Linked DNA regions of Macaca mulatta: region 2 is linked to region 1. A link is a contact called in public Hi-C data. All regions are on one chromosome and are shown on one strand. The core of a region is the stretch at or near the end of the contact, and the rest is flanking DNA. Distances in the headings are between cores, read along the strand shown.

What was found. Hi-C and Micro-C count contacts between places; a contact is called where the count stands out from the background.
Region 2: a Hi-C map of fibroblasts shows a contact between it and region 1, with 2.0 times the contacts expected there. The contact joins two enhancer-like sites. A contact is called at or near these places in 4 of 14 Hi-C or Micro-C datasets (blood, fetal cortex germinal zone, fibroblasts and 1 more).

What each region holds. Positions count from the first base shown.
Region 1 is chr9:122,035,702-122,040,179 of T2T-MMU8v2.0, forward strand. It overlaps XPNPEP1 (X-prolyl aminopeptidase 1), which reads right to left. Exons shown (of 21, transcript NM_001266962.1): 8 at 4,411-4,478; 9 at 2,227-2,308; 10 at 492-702. Among named protein-coding and RNA genes, the nearest start is that of XPNPEP1, 42 kb to the right of the region's middle. Within about 2 kb of position 2,585, at least 14 of the 40 cell types and tissues checked have an H3K27ac peak or open chromatin away from gene starts, as enhancers often do.
Region 2 is chr9:122,379,240-122,383,717 of T2T-MMU8v2.0, forward strand. The region is part of intron 1 of MXI1 (MAX interactor 1, dimerization protein); the gene reads left to right. Among named protein-coding and RNA genes, the nearest start is that of MXI1, 3.7 kb to the left of the region's middle. Within about 2 kb of position 1,817, at least 31 of the 40 cell types and tissues checked have an H3K27ac peak or open chromatin away from gene starts, as enhancers often do.

The DNA.
Region 1 (4,478 bases), core at 1,335-3,834:
TGTGGTGGGGCAGAAGGAGGGGGTAGAGAAGCATTTCCCAAGCTTCAAGCATTCTCATACCACCTGCACAGTTTTTACCCTAGCTTCTTATCCACTGTACCCTTATTCACTTAGTACTTTTCTTTAAACCATCTTTAAATAAGCTTTATTAAACTCAACTTTATTTTAAATAATTATAATATCACGAACTCCTGCTAGTTATGGTTTTTCTACTATATGCTAAATGCTGTTAAAACAGATAAATTTAAGTAAACCTAAATAATGTGTACCACCTAAAATAATCTCTCATGCCACGCTCTGGAAAACACAAGACTCAACAAGCAATAAGGGCCCTCAGGCTCTTGATATGGCTCCAGCTCTAAGGCCTCATCCAGGGAGACCACAGTTCTGATCCAACAGGCAGCCTCAGAAGTCTGCCTCTGCTCCAAAGACAATACCAGAACTGGGAAGGGGGTGGCAGAGTTTAGATGGACCAAAGTGGGGTCACCAACCTTGGGGATGGCCTCGCTCACAGCATAGCTGGCCTTGTCGCTGACCCACACCTTCTCCCTTGGGGAGAGATCAGCACACAGGGCCTTGAGTTCGCTCAGGATGGACTTGTAGGGATGCACCTGGATCCTGTATTCGGCCTCCAGACCCAAGTCAAGAAGCAGGTGCTCCTTCACACTGGGGGCGTCTATGCGGTCACCATCAATGAAGAGCCTGCAGATGGAGGACAAGTGGGTGGCAGCAAAAGGAGGCAACATGAGTGAGAGGGTGGCAACACAGACACACATACACATCAGGCTCTGTTTCCTGGCAACCAAAACCAAGCCCCTTTTCTCTCCTCCCCACTCCTTTCCCAAATCCTGCCCTCCAAGCTGCATTCCCTGTCCCTGTTTATGTTGTCATCATCCACCCAATTCGCCAAGCCAGAAATCTGGGCAGTGTCCTTCATTGATGACCCTCTTCCCGTCCTTCATTAAGACCTTGGGACCCACAGCCTAAATCTCCATCTAATCTGTCCAGCTCAACTACAGCCTCGCCCAGTCACCACTCAGGTTCAGGTCCCACCATCTCCCACTTGGGTTAGTGCCACAGCCTCTAAGTCTTTCCCCGTCTGCCGATGTTTCAGTCATAATATTCTTTACAAGTTGTACGTCTAACACGTGGTTCCCTCTGAAAAATTCTTTCAGCAGCTTCCCACTATTCTTGTTCAGAACAAGAACCCAAGCTCCTGAATGCGGCCCACAAGGCCTTTCTTTTCTGCGGCCCCTGCTCACATTCTGTCCTCATTATGTTCTGACCTCACTGAACCACTTCAGGTCCTCCACATGCACCGTGCTCTCTACTGCCCAGAGTCTCTGCAAATGCTCTTCCCTCTGCTTGGATCACGGTTCCCCGCTCCTCCTCACCCTGCCATTCACCTGACTCACCCACATTTATCCTTACTCTCTGCTTCAATATTACTTTCCCCAAGAATCTCCTCTGATCTCCAAGTCTAGGTCAGGCCCCTCTCATAACACCTGCATCCTTCCCACAAGCAGACTGGTGCCCACTTAGGTGCCCAAATACTTTAGAAAGAGGACATGCTCATCTCCCTGACTCCAACCCAGGACCCCGTCCTGTTTCAGTCACCCTAGCACCTAACAGAGACCCTAAGCACATCACTGGCACTTAATAAATGTGTTGTCTTAATACAAAAAGCTATTTAACTAGAACAGTAATGAAAAAAAAGGCTATAAGAAATGCTTTGAAAAAATAAACTGACAATTCAACAAAGCGTAGCTGGAGGGGTTTTCCCATATTATTTTTGACCTTCAAAATGACTGGGTTTATTTGCATTGTGGACCCAGAATTGTACAGTTGAACATATATACCCCTTTACACTGGCTGCTAGAAAACTTGCCAAAGAATGTGTGGCCTGAACAAGACCTTGCAGCAAAAATGTGGTGAACTAACCTCACTCCACCTTGGTCCTAACGTCCTCACCTAATTGTTTTTCAGTCTCACAGTACTACAGACACTTTCATGCGTTTCAAATCATTTTGGGGGCTCAAAGAGAGGCAGGATATAAATAAACACCTACTGCTAAGGAAGACAAGAAGGGAAAATGTTAAAAGGGCAAGAAAAAAGCAGCACGTCAGTGAACTAGCAGGCAGTGATGGGTGGGCCAGGACCAGAAAGGGCACACCAGGGCTCTGAGGAGCTGTGGAAGGGAGTTCCAGATGCAGGGCAAACACTCACATGATCGTCTCTAGTCCTATGATTGCGTAGGAGAAAAATACTGGATTGTGCTCCACATCTGATCCTCGGAGATTAAATAGCCCTAGAAAAGAAATCAAAGTCCCTGTCACCTGTCTGACTTAAGATTTTAAGGGGTCGCTTGTAGGGGGAGGGAAGAGCTTCAGCTTGGAGTCCAGCTGCTGTGGAAGGATTCAGTGGAATCGCACAGAAAGGCTGGGAGCCTGACTCCTGTTTGGTTCCACCTCTGAACTGCAATTGCTCATGTCCACCACGTGAGGGCACCAGAGCTGTTTCTCATGCTTCCACATCACTGCCGGGAGAAGGGAATAAAAGCTATTAGTCAAAATCCTGAGAACTGCCCCCACAAGCAGTTGAAATGCAATCCGCCTAGTGGCGACCTGCCAGGCCTGGCCTTGAAGCCGACAAACCTCTAGCACTCCCAAATAAAAGGGAAGGAGACGAGCCCTCTCTCCCTTCTGAGGCAGATGACCTAGGGTAGAAAAACTGAGGCCCTCACACAAGGGAAGCCAGGCAAGCCTCCTCTGTAAGGGTCAGTGAGCCCCATGGAGACGGAGCTTCCTGTCAGAGGTGGAAAGAAAAGCAGTGAGTCAGCGAGGCTGCAGCTCGCGAATGAAATCAGAGCCTGCAGCCCACCCATGGGTCTGCCCCGGCACCACCACTGGGTGGAGGACCTGCGGACAGCCAGTGGCAGTGATGTTGCTGAACGTCTGAGAACTAGAGAGACCAGGAGAGAGCACAGTTCTGGTCCCACGACTTCCAGCTTCCATCACTTGTTCTCATGAGGATCAGAGCAAAAAAAGGCCTGGGCATTAAACGTACAACCTCTATTTTAAAATAACGGCTTCTCAAAATAAAGTGATGAGGCAACATTTTTTACCTATCATACTAGCACTTCTTAAAAAATGACAGTACCTGGGGTTAGGGTGTGGCAAGATGGACAAATTCAAATACCAAGGTGCAAACTTTCTGGCAGGCAAAGGGCAAAATGGGTCAAAAGCCCTAAAAGCCAACCAGAAATAGGAAGAAAATTATCAAACACTAAGACATAGATTCATGAACCAAGATTTTCATGGTAGCATCGTAATAAATTATGGGATTACTGCAAATAACCCAAAGGTCATCCTTAGGGAAACAGTTAAATAAACTATGGTATAACCACATGATGGAATATTTAATACTCACTTAAAATTATGCTTATATATGCTTATAGTATACTGATACAGTGAAAAAAATCGGGCCATAAAATGATATATGCATAGAATATTGACACTGATTATCTCTAAGTAGCAGAATTTATAGGTGATTTTTTTCTTCTTCTTTTTACTTCCTCTGCACTTTCCAAGTCTTCTATCATGGGATTGTGTTTTTGTTACAATCGGGGAGAGAAAAAAGTTTTCCATGTGTTTTTCTCTGACGCTGAGGTCATTAAGTTAATTAAGGATGTAAGTCACTGATACACTTGACAATGTTTTGGGGATGGAAGACGCAGGGACTGAAGAGAGAGGACACTGCAGCAGGGTCTCATTCTCTAGCGAGAAGGCAAAAAGAGAAAGCAGTGCCTCTCCTCAGCTGCCCTGGGTCAAATCGACTCAGAAACCAGAAGACAGGACAGGAAAGTTCAACCAGATTCCATCAGGTTTTAGATGAAAGAAGGTGCTGAACAATTGCATGAAGGTGGGTTAAGGTCTAAAGATTGAGAAACTTGCTATTAAAGGGCTTGGGGAAGAACTTTCGGTTCCTAGTTTTCTGAGGTAGAAACGTTCCCAGAACATTCTCACTATAAAGACCTTAGGAACTACAGGACGAGTGTAAAGAAAGAAGGCTTCTGCTATGATCCCACTTCTACACCTACAGAGAGGCTGACAGACATAAAATATTTGTAGGAAATGCCCTTCCTTAGAGGTGCCATGGTCCTGAGGGACTGGCCAGAGGTGAGCATCACCCAGCTGTAATACTGCTCTGGGCAAGCCTCACTCCCCTCCCCAATTCCCTGTAATTCTTTCTCCTTCATCCTAATTGGCATCTCCTATACCCATTTGGAACATAGTCTTCTGCTTATTCCCTGGCCACTCAGAAAAGTTGAATGGCATGAACACACAGATTCCCAGAGACCCAAAGGAGAGATCGGGTAACATGCCCAAACAGCGAAACCAGAGCACTCACACGCAATCTCATCCAAGGCAGTGACCACAAACCACATGACGTTCCTCTCAGCCATTTTCAACCGAAGG
Region 2 (4,478 bases), core at 567-3,066, 340 kb after region 1:
TTTGCCACTACCAGCCAGGTCCCCCAGCTTTCCCCAGGCAGTCGACTCAGCGCCCTAACGGGGGCACGCGTGTGCAGCGTATCCAGCACGGTCCTCAGAATAATAGCTGTGAAAAGGAGGAAGGGAACTAGGCAGACAGACCGACAGACAGGAGGAAACCGGGATGTTTAATGTGTCCGAACAAGTAGGAAGATCAGTGAAGTGCGAGTGTGTGTGTGTGTGTGTGTGTGTGTGTGTGTGTGAGAGAGAGAGAGAGAGAGAGAGAGAGAAAGAAAGAAAGAAAGAAGGTCCCGATTGCAACGTGTCAGATCTTGCAACCTTCCCCCCACCCAACACAACAACCCTCAGACACAAAAACACCATTGCTGACCGACACCCCAGGTCTTTAGTGTTAAAGTAACCGTGTGTTGGCAGCGCAATTATGCAGACGCTGTAAGGCCAAAACAAGGATTTGTGTTGCGAGGTCGGTGGTGCGTTCTTTTCTTTCTCTTCTCGCCTGTTTTCCCGGAGTGCTTGGGTTGCGAGAGAGGCGCATCGCAGGCTATGCAGCCGAATCGCTTCGCAATTATTCATGCTGGGGGGGGGGGGGGGGGGGGCGGAGGGTGGGGGGAAGCTATGTGTGCATTTGTCTGGAGGGTAGTTTCTGAAAAGCCAGAGCTGGTGGGGAGCTGGGTGAAGACGTGGTTTTGTTTGGTGTGTTTGCTTTTGTTGCAGGGGGGAGGGGCGCGATTTCTTTAGCTACCCCTATCCCCGGCTCCCAGTTCTCTGGAGTCTGTCCCGTGGCTTTGACTCTAACTAGGGGTACACCCCATGAGGGCACCTTGGCAGTGTGTGGCGAAGCTGGCTTGTCCCTCCACCCCAGCCCCCCACCCCCGCCCGCCAGCGAGGTGTATGGAGGAGGCGGTCGGAGCTTCCTCAGCGTCCCGCCCCCACTTCGCACCCGCTCCGCAGACAATCGGAGACCTCCCCCCGCCCCACCCCGCCGCCCTGGCCGCCGCCACCTCGTTGTTTACCCCGTGCCGGGGCTCCGGCGTGGCCACCAGTCACGTAAGCAGAGAGCCAGGCGCGCTGGGCTCGGGCTGCCCCGCGCGGGGCGGGCCCGTGGCGGCGTAACCGGGCTCCAGAGGCTGGTGAAGCCGAGGGGCTTCCTCCCAGCCCATCTCCCGAAGCGTCCGCCCTGCAAATCTGCCGGCCCCCGAGAGGGGTTTGGAACCTTAGCGCCCTAGTCTAAGTCAACTTCGTGTGCGTAATAAGTCCCTCGGCCCCGCAGCCCCCCTCCTCCGGCCGGCTCCCGGAGGGAGTATTTTTAGCTCTCTCGCCTCTTTTCGCCGCTGCTGTTTGGCTCTAAATGACGTGATGCCAACGGCCCCCAGATTTCCCCGAGAGCTTGGGGCGCTGCGCTGTGCCCACTTTGGCTGCAGAGACCCTGCTTCAGGCTCTCGCCCGTCTCCAACAGCTCGGACAGGCTGGGGTGACCTCCGGCAAACTCCGTGCGACCACCCGCCAGGCCCTCCGTTGTTCCCCTCGCAAAGAGAGGCGGCCCACGGGGGCCACTTTATCCCACCCACCCCCTCTCCTCCCCTCCTTCTGCCCGGTCTAGGTCTCTGGGTACGGAAAACGGCGGGCCCTACATCTGCCTCGTTTTATGGGGGGCGCTTCTTCGCGCTGGCGGCGCTCGTCGTTGTTTTCTGCTCGCTGCACACAATGCCCGCGCGTCACGGCAATCCGCGTGTGCACAGCAATAACGCGAGTTGGGGGGCGGGTCGTGCGTGCGCCCGGCTCGGGCACTGCGGGTCGTTCTGCGCGCGCGGGGCTTGTTTTGCTCCAGAGCTCTGCTTTCCGAAACGCTTACATCATTCAGTCGTTGGGGGAGGGAGAGGGATCTGGGCGTTCCGATAGGATTCCAGCATCTACCGGGTCCCTGGTTTCTGGAAGGCAGCAAGGACCCTAGCTTTTTAGTTATTATTATTGGGGGTGGGGTGAGGTAGTTTGTTGTGTACTTTTTTTTTTTTTTAGGTCACTACTGCAAAAGGGCATCGCTGGCCGACTCAGGTGCACAACCTCCCCGCCTTCATTTCAGCGAGTTCCCCTATAATCACTTGATCTCGGTTTCTCCGCCTTCTCCTCCTCCCCCTCCCGGCTAGAGACACATGGTTTCCACATGGAGACAAACTTCTTTCCTCCGACTGGACTTGACCTAGCTGCGTCATTCAGCCAATCGGCAGCTCCAGCCTCTTCTGACGTCACGCGTTGCTGAGGCCGGAGGCTGCGGGGGTGGAGCCAGGATGCAAGCCAGGAAATCTCCCGGAGCTGTAGTGAGGCCAGCTGGTCCAGTCTCTTCTTAAAGGGACGCTTTTCTCTCCGGAGATGAGTGTCGGGCCCCGATTCTCCATTTCGGGTTCGGTGAGACCTTTCTGAGATGCACGGTGGACCCTGGTCACGAGTTAACACGTTCCATTTTTACTGCTGTTTGCGAAGTACTTACTTGGCAGGAGCTTGCCTTATTTTCCATCGTAGCCAGAACTGCTTTTCTTTCCCTTGTTGAGGTTTCCGTACTGGTAGTGTTCACCAAGTTGTGGCCACATTGCTGAATTATTTCTAGTGGAGAGGTTGAGTTTTCTTGGAGGAGGGGTTCAAATTAAGTCACCCGTTGTTGACTGTTTGCTGTGTGCAAGGCAAGGGGATTCCCTAGGAAAGGCAGGTACATTCTCCCAAAATTCCAACTGATGTGAATCTCTACGGATCACAAATTGAAGGCCTCCAGAAATATTAATCAAGAAGGCTGTGACCCTGTTACCATAAATTCAGAAATTATATGTAAATAATCTCTGACATCACCTATACGCATTTTGAGTCCAGTGGAAGGGTGGGAATTAAGGACTGACTCATAAGTAGAAAAAGATTTTGGAAAAGGTTAAAACTAAAAGAGAAGAAGAGATCCATAAAGGGATGTTATGTGCATAAGAGCTGACTGGCAGGTAAGTGAAAGAAGCTGTGAGAGCAGGTAAGGTCTGGAGGAGAGAAATGGGCTTCCTAGTGTCTGGGGGAGGTTGCTTTGGAGGCAACACTTAAGATAGGGAAGGGCGATCAGATGAGAGTAGAAAACCATAAGGCTCCTTGGAGTGGATCACCTGGGTTTGAGGGTGGGGTGCTTTCCTAGGGGCATGGAGAGCCCAAGAAGCAGCCTCTTCCTCCTGGCAGGGGAAGCTGCTGTTGTGTGGTGTCATTTGGCCCCACCCTGCCTTCCTGACTTCATCTCCTTTGCCTTGCCCTGAAACCTCTGTGTCTGTCCGGCAGATCCACCAGCAAGCAGGCTTCACAGTCGAACCTCTGTGCTCGACTTAGACTCTTCTACTGTCTAGAATGCCTTGATTCTCTTATTCCCCTAGGGATATCTGTATCCTACCTTCTCTTCAAGACTTAGGGCAGTTCCCACCTCCTCCAGGAAGCTGCCCCTAGGTATTTCAGCCCATTTGGCTCTATTTCTTAAGTCATTGTACTTGAGAGAATGAAACCTTTGCAGTCACATGGAGCAGGGCCCAGCTTGCTACTCTACTGCTTACTGGCTTTGTGACTTTGTACACAACTTACTTAGCCTGAGGTTCCATTTCCTTTTTGCAAAATGGGGATAACAATAGTATGACCCTCATATCATTGTCAAACAACTAAATGAGGCACTGCACTTAAATATTTAACGTACCTGAAATATAATAGGTGCTCAATAAATAGCACCTTCTCTGAGCTTTGATAATCAGTACCATGCACTTCTCTACTTGCTTCCTGTGTGTTAGCTTTATCTTTACAAGGACATTATTAGTAACTTAAGAGAAAAGATCACTTACAGTATTCAGTGTATGTTACCCATTGCATATAGCACACCACTGGGCATACAGTAGTAGATCCTTAACGTAAAGTTTTTGATTGGTTAGATTTGTCATTTACTAGCTATGGCACAAGGATCAGGTTTGGAGGCCAGGGAACACATGACAGCCTTTCTGAGATTTGGAGAAGAGTCAGAAATACTGTTCTCCAACTCCCTTGGGTGATGAGACCAATCCCTGTAAGAAGATGATAGTTGAGACCTGAAGAGCTGAGACTGCATCCTGTGAACAGCTGTGACCCTGAGAACAAATAAGAAAGTAGGAGACTAGAGTGACTTCTGCTGAAATTGAGGGCTTTGACGGCAACTAATGTTCAAGCTGGTTGCATTTTTGCATGGCAACAATCTTATGATGAATTCATACATTTTTCAAATGTACATTGCACGTCTACTATGTGCAGATGCTTCTTTCTGAAAACTCTGTAGGTTGAAATATGGTGGGAGTGGAGTAGGGTATTTGTCTTTAGTGGAGTTATGTGAAGAGCATTCTTACATCAGGCCCTATTTCCTCTGCATCCCAAATTATGTTCCCCAGATTTAACTTATTTTTTCCAGTTTTAAATATGATCTCTGCTAACTGGTAAATACCAGAAGGAGG